Regions from separate parts of the Gossypium hirsutum genome. Here all the other regions are linked to region 1. The links are chromatin contacts, called in public Hi-C maps. All regions are on one chromosome and are shown on one strand. The core of a region is the stretch at or near the end of the contact, and the rest is flanking DNA. Distances in the headings are between cores, read along the strand shown.

Region 1 (3,239 bases), core at 726-3,225:
AACATAAGCCTATCGAACCAGATTAAAGCTTTATTCAGAAAAACATCAAACTTTGCCATATGCAAGGCTTGAACTTGGGACCTCTCATACACACCCAATACACTTAACCATTAAAGCAGATACACATTTGTATCACATAATTATGGAAACGTATTTACAAAATTTGGGGCGTTACATAGCGAGCCAATAGTTGCTTCCATTTTGCTTTGTATGCAAAATTGTTGAAGAAAATATGCAAAGACTATTAATGTATTCAATGGATATTTATTTAAACTAATTTATTTGAAAAAAATACAAGTATACAAAATGAATTTACTACATTTAGAGCATTAGATCAAATAAATCATTAGTCTTAAAAACCCCCATGTTAGATGACATAAATTATGCCTACCAGAAGGTAAGGATATGTGATTTTATCATGTCTATGTATGAAAATGCTTGGCATTCAATTCCAACTAGTTAGGAACCATCGACATCTAATGTAGTTGGTGTCTGAACCTTTAAACTTGAAGAAACTTGGACTACTGATGAAAAAGAATTAACAAATACAAACTCCAAAACCCTTATGCAATTTTCTATGGAGTTGACCCTCAAGAATTCATGTGTATTTCCTATTGGAAAAACATGGAAGGTGTGCGTGGGAGAATTTTAAAATTTTTTAATACATCCATGATCAACTTAGATAATTAAGAACAATACATCACGATACTCTAGTACTTAAATGTGTTTTGATCCGTTTTCACAAGCTGGAGAGGTTGATTTACAATTAAACTTAAATTGCCCGTAGGGATGTAGAATTTGAACTTCATTGATTCAAGAAATGTTGAGAATAAGGCTCAAAGATATACTATTTTGATAGAAGAATCACACCAAAAGGTGGCCAAAATGTCTTGATAAATCCAGCTGAAGTTACCTCTATGGAACCCAACGATTAATCTTGAACTTCCCATGAGGAATTTCAGTGCTTTATGAAAATGAGCTTATGGTTATAGGCCTTAAAATCTGATGATTCGAAACCCGTTTCAAAGATAAATTGAAGTTTTACAATTTAGGCACCTAGATTACCCAAAAAAACTGGTCGGAGCATCTCTAAAAGTCCAAATGAAGTTGACCTTATGGAATCCTTCGAGATTAGTTTTGGATTCTCACATAACTTTAATTTTTGCTTTCAACTAATTGGATCTTCTCCAATATTCTCTAACTCATGAATTGCACGACTAGTGGGCGTTGTTCTAAACACGAACATAAATACTCACTCAAAAATCTATAAAAAAAAATGTGAGATTCATGATAAGTAAGATTTCAAATTTAATTTAATATTTTATTTATTGCAAATGTGAATGACTAAAATGCTAACTTTTCAAACATATAGAGCTTAAAATGTTGCTTTTTATAGTAGATGGACTAAAATAATCTTTTTACTATGATACATCGACTTATAGTGAACTTTAACTTACTGATGTTTGCACTGCACCTTCCCAATTGTTTCATGATGTGGTTTTATTTTCCAATTTCTTTGTTAGATTTTAACATTTGGGCATTGGATTTAGTTTGATTTTTTAAATTGGGACAATTTTTTTTATCTTTTCAATTTTTTGTCATTTTATTTATTTATTTAATTTAATATCATATATTAGATGTTAAATTTTTTTTTTGTGAAAGGATGTTAAGCTTTTAATCTCTAAAACATCGTAATTTTAATCATATCAATTGAGACATTTTTTTCATTATGCCTTTAAAAAATAAAATTATTTTTGAGAAATTATTAATCTGATTTTTTTGTTCAGAAAAGAATAAGATATTTGGAAGTATGGATGCTGATTTGGCGACGAAGCTCCAAACCACAAATCTGAGTGGGGGTACACAAATGACAGATCCAACGGCTGATATTAAGTCATCCACGCTGTCAACAAGACGTGGCAACGATTCGATCCAAACCAAGTGCACGTGTCACTCTCTAGAGCTTTCTCTCTTCGTAAAAAATTAAAAAAAATGAAAAATGAATAAAGATAAATTGCTATTTTCATTTCAGACAAAGGAGAAGAGCGCAGAAGAATTTCTTGCAAGTTTTTATTTTATTTTTCTCTCAAATTGCTCGTGTTTTGCAATTAATAGGACGGCCTTTTGTCTTTTTAGCGATTGATCTTCAATTTTCTTGAGTAAGTTCTTTTTAAAACTTATTTTCTGGTTTTTCTTTGGTTCTTCGCATCGAATTCTGTTTGTTTGCTGAGAAAACGGTTGAAACCGGTGATTTTTCTTTTTTCTTTTCCTTTCGATTTCTCATCATTCAACGAAAACCTGGAAAGTCGACTTTTTTTTTTGGAGATATTGATTCACATAGAGCAATGTAGGTCCTCTGTGTTAATATATTTAAATTCTATTATTCCTTTTGCTCGATTTTGCGGTTGATTCAGTCTTTATATGTGATTTATTTTATTAATGTTCAAAAGATTTAAAAAGGAAAGGAATTTGAATCATAAACTTTGAATCTTTTGCTTCTGAGTATGTGTAAAGTATGGCTTACTTAGCATAATTTATTGTGAACTTTAGTTTAGAGGGCGGGTGGGGCTTTAAAGAGAATTTAATTACTATAATAATAGTGCTACTGGCAAGGTAAATGTCATTGCGATATATAAACAATTCTATGCATTGGCTTTTTAAGTTACTTTATATGGGAACTGAGAAATAGAGATATATTGGTGTTAAACTTTGTTGGATTTCATTCGTGGGTCATCTTTGTTAGGCTTTAATGTCATTTGAATCAGTAAATTGGGTGCTTAGGTCTTGATTGTTTTTATCTGTAATGGCCTTTTGGGATTACTAATTTTTCAATGAGTTTGTTCCCACTGAAATTTATGATCTTTTATTTCTTTTCCCATGTTGGATTCCAATTCCTTTTATAGTGCTTTTGCTTTTGAGTTTGGGGATTTATAACGTTTTCTTGTCATGATCTGCATTAACAATATTGAAATCTTTGGTTTTGTAATGACCACAGACCCCTTGAGAGCTTAGAGCATGTTGATAGGTTGATGCAGTTTTGTAATTATATTCTGGAAAAAAGGTATTCTATTTGAGCCTCCAGAAAAGCATTGGCTCAGAAATGGTCAGCTTGCGAGTAGAAGTGTTGCAAAGATTGATTTCATTATTTATATTTAAATACTAGTTTGCATCTTCTTCTAAGAAGTCTATATAGATAATTATATTTAAAGTAATCAGGATGTGTTATCAGCTTTACAACT
Region 2 (3,644 bases), core at 520-3,019, 260 kb after region 1:
TTGGAATAATGATGTTTCAGAAATAACCATGTTTAGAACAACCATTATTTGAAACAACTTGTATTTAGAACAATTGTGTTTTTTTGAAAGAGTCATTATTCAGAACAAGCTTTACCAAGAAAAACATCATCACATAACAACCCTTGTTTGGAGCAACCTCTACATTGAAAACAACTATGTTAAGAATAATTCATGCTTGGAACAAGTCAAAGTAATCATTATTAAGAAATAACTCTAATCTAAGAAACAAATATTATTTTGCGTTTCAAGAGATGTTCCATGAAAGATGTTTCACATGGTACCGCTTCACCAAAATAGAAGAAGTGGAAGTAACCTCAGAATATGGCAGGGTTCTTGGATTATCTTTACTCTTAAGATGCTCCAGAGAGCTTCGCTTGGTGGATTAGATATGGAAGTAGTTAAGAGTTTTCCTCTTAACCTTTTCTTATAACGATGAATGCTTCTCCTTTCTTGTTCACTACTTATTATCAGCATCACTAACAAGATCCTTTTATAAAAAAAAAAGAAGAAGAACCATTAATGCCTTTGTAACTGAAAAATACTAGTTATTTTCATGAATTGCTAGCTTTGTAACTCCTATTCTTGAAACACTATAAATATGAGCTTTCCACAACTAGTGAAAGAACTTTTGACACTTAGGAATCTTAACTCTCAAAGCTCTCTTTAAAATTCTCTTAACTTATTTCTTTGTTTAGCCTTATTGTTAATCAGATCTTAATTTCTCCACCTTATCAGCCACCACCTATAGTTGTGCTTAGTGTTATTGAATATAGTCCAATCTTCACATCCTATTTATTTGTTTGCAACGCTTCCTCTCTCCTTAGACGAAGATAAATTTTACAATAAATTTTATGCATAAAGATAGGTGCAGATTATTACATGATTTTTAAGTTGAAAAGAATGTAAAAGGTGATTATTTGAAAAAGGCTTGTAGGAAACTTTTTTGTTTTTATTTTTAGCTGTTAATTATTTGTTAGGTTTCATAGAAAAATTTGGGTTCTTCTATTGAGAATGCTATTAGTATAATCATTAATGAAGTTTATAAAAAATCACAAATTTACTGAGTTTTGGGAGTTCTGAGTTTTTGGTTTATCAAAATCACAATTTTACATATAATTTTATCAAGATGTAATTATATCTGTTTAAATATAATAATTATATTTAATTATATGTATTTGACGATCAAATTGATAGAATTTGTAAATGTGGATGGTTAAATTTATTGAATTATTTAAAATTAAGATCAAATTGATAGGATGTATAAGTATTGAGGACTAAATGAATTATTATACTAGTTAGAAAAATGCCATATACTCCTTCAGTTAACCATTTAACGAAGAGTGATCAAAATATAAATGATCTAAAATAGAAATGACCAAAATAGAAATTATCTAAAACATTTTTATTTTAAACTTAATAACTAAATTGAAATTTTTTATGGTTGGTAGCCAAAATAGAAACACGCTAGGTGACTAATTCTATACTTTACCTTGAATCTCAAAATAAAACATCTATTCTTCGTTGTTTTGATTTGTATAGAGTAATAATTAAAGTTTTTATTAAATAGGTAACACGGATTTAATCCATATAATTTTAATCTCTACCTCTAATATTGTAAAAAAAAAACTTTCCCTTTCCCGTCCACATAAAAAAATTATAAATTCATAGTAACAAATTTAACCTAACTAAAAAAATAATAGAAACTCAAAGAATAAACAGAAGTGGAGGGCCATATGATTAATGACCAGAAAAATACAGTATAAGGTAGGAAAGATCTACCTAGGAAAAAAAAAAATAAAGAACCAAAATAAAAATGAAAGACCTTCAAGCAAGGTGTTCCCAAAAACATGGTGACGCCTGTCATCAAACAAGCCCCCCCCCCCAAAAAAAAAAAAAAACCCCTTCCCCTTTCAATGCTATATATATCCCTCCATTCATCCCATTCTTCAAAGTAATTTACCCCTCTGTTCCCCATTTCTCTCTTTGAATCCCCCTTACACTTGAATTGTCACCATGCAACTCCTTTTCCCCTCATTGCCACTACCACCCCACACTTTTCTACCAACTTTCACAGCTTTCTATGGTTGTCACCTTCCCTTTCTCATTACACCAATTGTTTTGTTTTATTTGATGGTGGTTTTGGTGGTGGTGATGCTGCTGTTGTTGTTGTCAGTTCATCAATGGCGGCACCCCAAGGACAAACCCCTGCCACCTGGTTCCATGGGTTGGGCTTATATTGGTGAAACTCTCAAGCTTTACAAAGAGAATCCCAATTCTTTCTTTGCCAACCGCCAAAAAAGGTATACAAGTTGTACCTAAAAAGGTCAAAGCTAATGATGTAATATTACAAATTGTAACTAAATTTGGGTTGTTGCCTTTTTTTTTTTTTTGATTGTTTAGGTATGGAGATATATTCAAAAGCCACATATTAGGATGCCCCTGTGTGATGATTTCAAGCCCTGATGCAGCTAAGATTGTGTTGGTCACAAAGGCTCATCTTTTCAAACCAACTTATCCACCAAGCAAGGAGAAGATGATAGGGCCTGAGGCCATATTCTTCCATCAAGGTCCTTACCATTCAAGGCTGAAGAAGCTGGTTCAGGCCTCTTTTTTACCCTCTGCAATTCGAGGTTCAGTTTCTGAGATTGAGCAGATTGTTCTTAAATTCCTACCAGCTTGGGAAAACACCACTCTTAACACCTTGCAAGAAATGAAGAGAGTATGTGTCAGTTTTTGTTAACCATTTTTACCCTTCACTGCACATACATCAATAACCTTAAACAAGGGTTCTTTCTTTTGTGTTTTGTTCTTTAGTATGCTTTTGATGTGGCAATGATTTCTGCCTTTGGCCATAAACAAGACAAGGAAATCAACGGAATCAAGCAGCTCTATCAATGCCTTGAAAAGGGTTACAATTCCATGCCTTTAGATCTTCCAGGAACTCCTTTCAATAAAGCAATGAAGGTACTTACATATACGCATACATATATAGACACACTTAGACCATTTTGTTTGAGCGAATAATAAGTTCATATTGTTTCACTTTTGAAAAGGCTAGGAAGCTGTTGAATGAGACCCTGAGAAGATTGATAAAAGAAAGAAGAGAAAATGAGAAACAAGGTGGTGGAGGAGGGTTGCTGGGTGTTCTATTGGGTGACCAAAACCAAAAGGTTGATCAACTCAGTGATTCCCAGATTGCAGATAATGTAATTGGTGTAATCTTTGCTGCTCATGATACCACTGCAAGTGTCCTAACATGGCTGTTAAAATACTTGCATGACAATGGAAATTTACTAGAAGCTGTCACTGTAAGTAAACTATTTTTTATGATCATCACCTTTGAATGAAAATCAATCAAATCTTTTTCATTCTCATTTATAAATCATATGTTTGCAGAGAGAACAAGAAGGTGTTCGACGAGAAATAATCGAAGCAAATCGCAGGCTTATGTGGGATGATACAAGGCACATGCCATTGACTACCAGGGTACATTAAATCATACCAACTTTATTCTTCATATGTTAGCAATTACAGTGGCATATAAACATATTAATTAAAGTGTGTTGCAGGTGATTCAAGAGACATTAAGAACAGCAAGTATTCTGTCATTCACCTTCAGGGAA
Region 3 (3,527 bases), core at 808-3,307, 380 kb after region 1:
GTATGGTACTCAAACGGAACATTGTAACGTTCACAATACTTTACCAATCGACGCCCCGTCTCCTGCACAGCTTCAGCAGGCCGGAAGCCAGGGTGGGGAAACTCTATTCCCGTAATGCGTAACTTTGGAGGACCACCAGGTCTGTTTGCGAGGCAGTGAATTAAAGCAGGCCAATGAAAACCATAAAAAATACCAAAGTCTATGATATGGAGCTTTGTTGCTTTCTCTGCTGCCTTCGAAATGTAGTTGTTTGCAAAAATAATAGGCACCTTCACGAATGGGCAGACTGAAATATAAACTTGGTAAGCTTTCAACATATCAGCGGCTGACATTCTTTTAGCAACCAGAGAGGTATAAATTTGAGTTCCAGTGCCAGCTAAGCGTGCTTCAAGGGCGTCAACAAAGTAATGAGCTAATCTCTGAGACCCGTCACCATAGGGCGAAGAATGCTGCCTAATCTGCTTTATCAGTTCCTTAGCAGTCACATTGTCATTGGAAGTGATAGCTTGCGCGCATAAGATCAGGAGAGTCCTCAAATCCACTACTTTCTTCTTACCCTGTTTCTTGCCACGCGCCTTCCCACTATTGGATCCATTTGTTTGCTCATTCGGCAGCAGCGTCTTGCTTGGTCCATTCGGCAAAGTCTCATCCGCAGTGGATGAAGAAGACTGCCCTCTTCTCCTAGCACAAATCAACACCTTATCGAACATGTCTGATAGCTCGCTCTCGTCCCCCAAAACTGCCGACTGTTTGTTATTCCTCTCTTCTAAATCTTCATCTTCTCGTTCATGACTCTTCTTTCTCATCAAACGAGGTGGTGAGCACTCCTTCCTGTCACTCTCCACTTTGACTACCGTGTTTGAAGCCTTCTGCTTCAACTCTGAAATCAATGCATTGCTCTTGAAACCGACATTCAGTTGATTAGCTTTTGGTAGGAACTTACTAGCTTCCTCAAACCCCCTCTTGAAGTGCAATGCTAATTCACTTTGACTAAAATAATTTGGAACTAAAAACTCACTCGCAGGACATCCCATGAATCCATTCCCATTATTAGCACTACCATTTTGAGAATGAGATGAAAACCGTGAACCCGGATCCACAGTAGACTGAAAAACAAAGTTTTCAGGAATGCTTGTTTGTAACAAAGACGGTCTGTTGTTGTTTTCGCTAAAATCACCATTCCACTGAGACTCAATCGTATAGCTAGTACAGGAACTAGAGCCACTATGAATGCTATGATCACTGGAAGTACCAAAAGAACAGTTATCCGGGCTCTCAACACTTGGATCGACACAAACAGGAGCTTGATCTCGAGGAGGATAGCTTTCACCAAGAACTTCATAAAGAGACTTCTCTGCAGCTTGCAGAGCCAAGGAGTCATGGAACATGCAGGGCTTCTCTTCCATTTCCTCTTCCAAAAGCACCTGACTTATGTACTTAAGAACGGTGTCCGAGACATCAGTGTCATCGGTCGGAGAAAAAGTATCTCCCTCTTTACCCATGCTGCCCATGCTCAAAATTGAAGCAAAGCTAGAATCACCCAAACCTAAAGAAGGTAAAAATGGGACACCTAGAGAGCTGAAATCTAAAGATTGGTCATTTGATCCAATCCCATCAGAAATTTCAAATTTTGGGTATACATTTGGATTAGGCAAAAGATACCCGTCACTAATCTTGAAACCATTAACTGTGTGAGGGAATCCAGTGAGATGAGAACCCATAATTACAGGCCAAACTTACAACCACAACAAAACAGGGTTTTCTCTCTAATTTCTATGAAGAACCCAGCAACGGAAAAAAAAACTCATATAGAGAAACCTATCAAAATTTGGAGACTAACAATAAAAAATCAGATCTTTCCCCATAAACTAACACAAAGAAGCTTACAACAAGAAACCTTGTAAAAAAGAAAACAAAAACCAACTAAAATTCCAACACAAAAGGGGAAAAAAGCTTGTTCATACCAGAGTGAAAACAGAGAAGAAAAACCTCGGAACTAGAGAGGAGCTGCAATAAAGGAGGTAGCTTTTTATTTATTTATTGTATTGAAGAAAAAGAAAGTGTCTTCATCTTGAAAGTTCCCCGGCATAAAAAGACAAAGCAACTTTTTTATTTGTAAGATAAATAAAATGCATTTATGTGAAAAATACAAGGACGCAAGTGGCAATGTCACTGCACCGTCCAAGCATGACGGTGACATTGGTGGCCTCTTTTCTTGGGGGGGAGTGATTGATCCCCGATTGCAATTGGCTTGTAATTTGGTGTCATCCAATGGGAGGTTGTTGCGACTGTTCACTCTCAGACTACGAGTCAACAAGGTGGGACAGCCGTGCTTTATGTGCGGAACAGGTTTAACACGGCTTGTGTCTTAAAACCAATAATTCTTAGGAACTCAAAACTTCAAACAGTTAAACCATGTTCTAAGACAATCATTAAGTTAATGGAATTCCACCACTTATCATTTTTTATTTTATTTTTCCCTTTGAGATGAATACATATATGTACTTCAAACTTTTTCTACATTTAATACTTAAAAATGTTTTTTTTCTTAATTTGATATTTTCACTTTTTTTTCTTTATTTTAATTCTATTTTACTTCAATACTTAAACTTGATATATATATTTTTATTTAACATTTAAGTTTTTTTTTAATTCGATACTTATGCTTATTAAATTATATAATTCAACTTTAAATTTGATTTAATTTGATAATTTATTTTCATTACTAATTAATACTATTATTTATGTAATTAAATTGATATTACAATTTGATATCAACTCAATTAATAAAAATATCAACAACCCAAACTTTATACAATTAATAAATATTATTAAAAGGTATTTTTTTCTATTTTCACACCTTTATATAAAATTTATAACAAAATAATTTAAACTGAAAATTAGAACCTAAAACCTTAAGCATCTTATGCCTTTATCATTATAACCAAAAGCTGATTCGTTTGTCACACACATAATGTTGTATGTATATAAATAACTTTTTTTTTACAACCAAAGTTTGATTTATTATTGTTATTCTCATTTATTGCATGTTGTTTTTAAATACATGTATATATTCTAAATATGTAATATTTATATGTATATGTGTGATAGAATTATTAACATATTATAAAAGGTAAATTACATTGCAGGTCACTCTAAAATAGTGTTTTCCTTATTTTAGTCACTTTAAATTTTTTTATCAATTTAATCACTTTAATTTTTTTTTATCAATTTAGTCACTCTAATTAAGATAATTGTTCGAATTGGTCATTACTATTAAAAATCTCATTAATCTACTAACATATTGTCGACATAGAATATTAGCCAATTAAATGACACTTTTCTATTACTTTTGATTAAAGTTTAGTGACCTCTCTGTAATTATTTTCTCTATATCTAGAAATGAAGAAACCATAACTCCTCCATTTTCTCAACAATGGATCAATGGCAACTATAAACAATAATGGTGGCCGTGAAAGTTCTTCCTTCCTCATGGGTGCTTCTTATAATTGTGTTATCCTCAATGT

What was found. A called contact is a pair of places that touch in the nucleus more often than the background predicts.
Region 2: a Hi-C map of hypocotyl shows a contact between it and region 1, with 2.0 times the contacts expected there. The contact joins the promoter of LOC107885978 here to the promoter of LOC107885974 in region 1. A contact is called at or near these places in 3 of 34 Hi-C or Micro-C datasets (hypocotyl, leaf and petal).
Region 3: a Hi-C map of leaf shows a contact between it and region 1, with 2.3 times the contacts expected there. The contact joins the promoter of LOC107885986 here to the promoter of LOC107885974 in region 1. A contact is called at or near these places in 4 of 34 Hi-C or Micro-C datasets (hypocotyl and leaf).

What each region holds. Positions count from the first base shown.
Region 1 is chrA03:9,313,845-9,317,083 of Gossypium_hirsutum_v2.1, reverse strand. LOC107885974 (E3 ubiquitin-protein ligase SDIR1) reads left to right here and starts at 1,975. Exons shown (of 11, transcript XM_041107970.1): 1 at 1,975-2,159.
Region 2 is chrA03:9,050,813-9,054,456 of Gossypium_hirsutum_v2.1, reverse strand. LOC107885978 (abscisic acid 8'-hydroxylase 2) reads left to right here and starts at 1,769. Exons shown (of 8, transcript XM_016809757.2): 1 at 1,769-2,321; 2 at 2,422-2,740; 3 at 2,836-2,985; 4 at 3,075-3,329; 5 at 3,418-3,507; 6 at 3,591-3,644. The coding sequence starts at 2,035.
Region 3 is chrA03:8,934,963-8,938,489 of Gossypium_hirsutum_v2.1, reverse strand. LOC107885986 (scarecrow-like protein 33) reads right to left here and starts at 2,057. Exons shown (of 1, transcript XM_016809767.2): 1 at 1-2,057. The coding sequence starts at 1,721.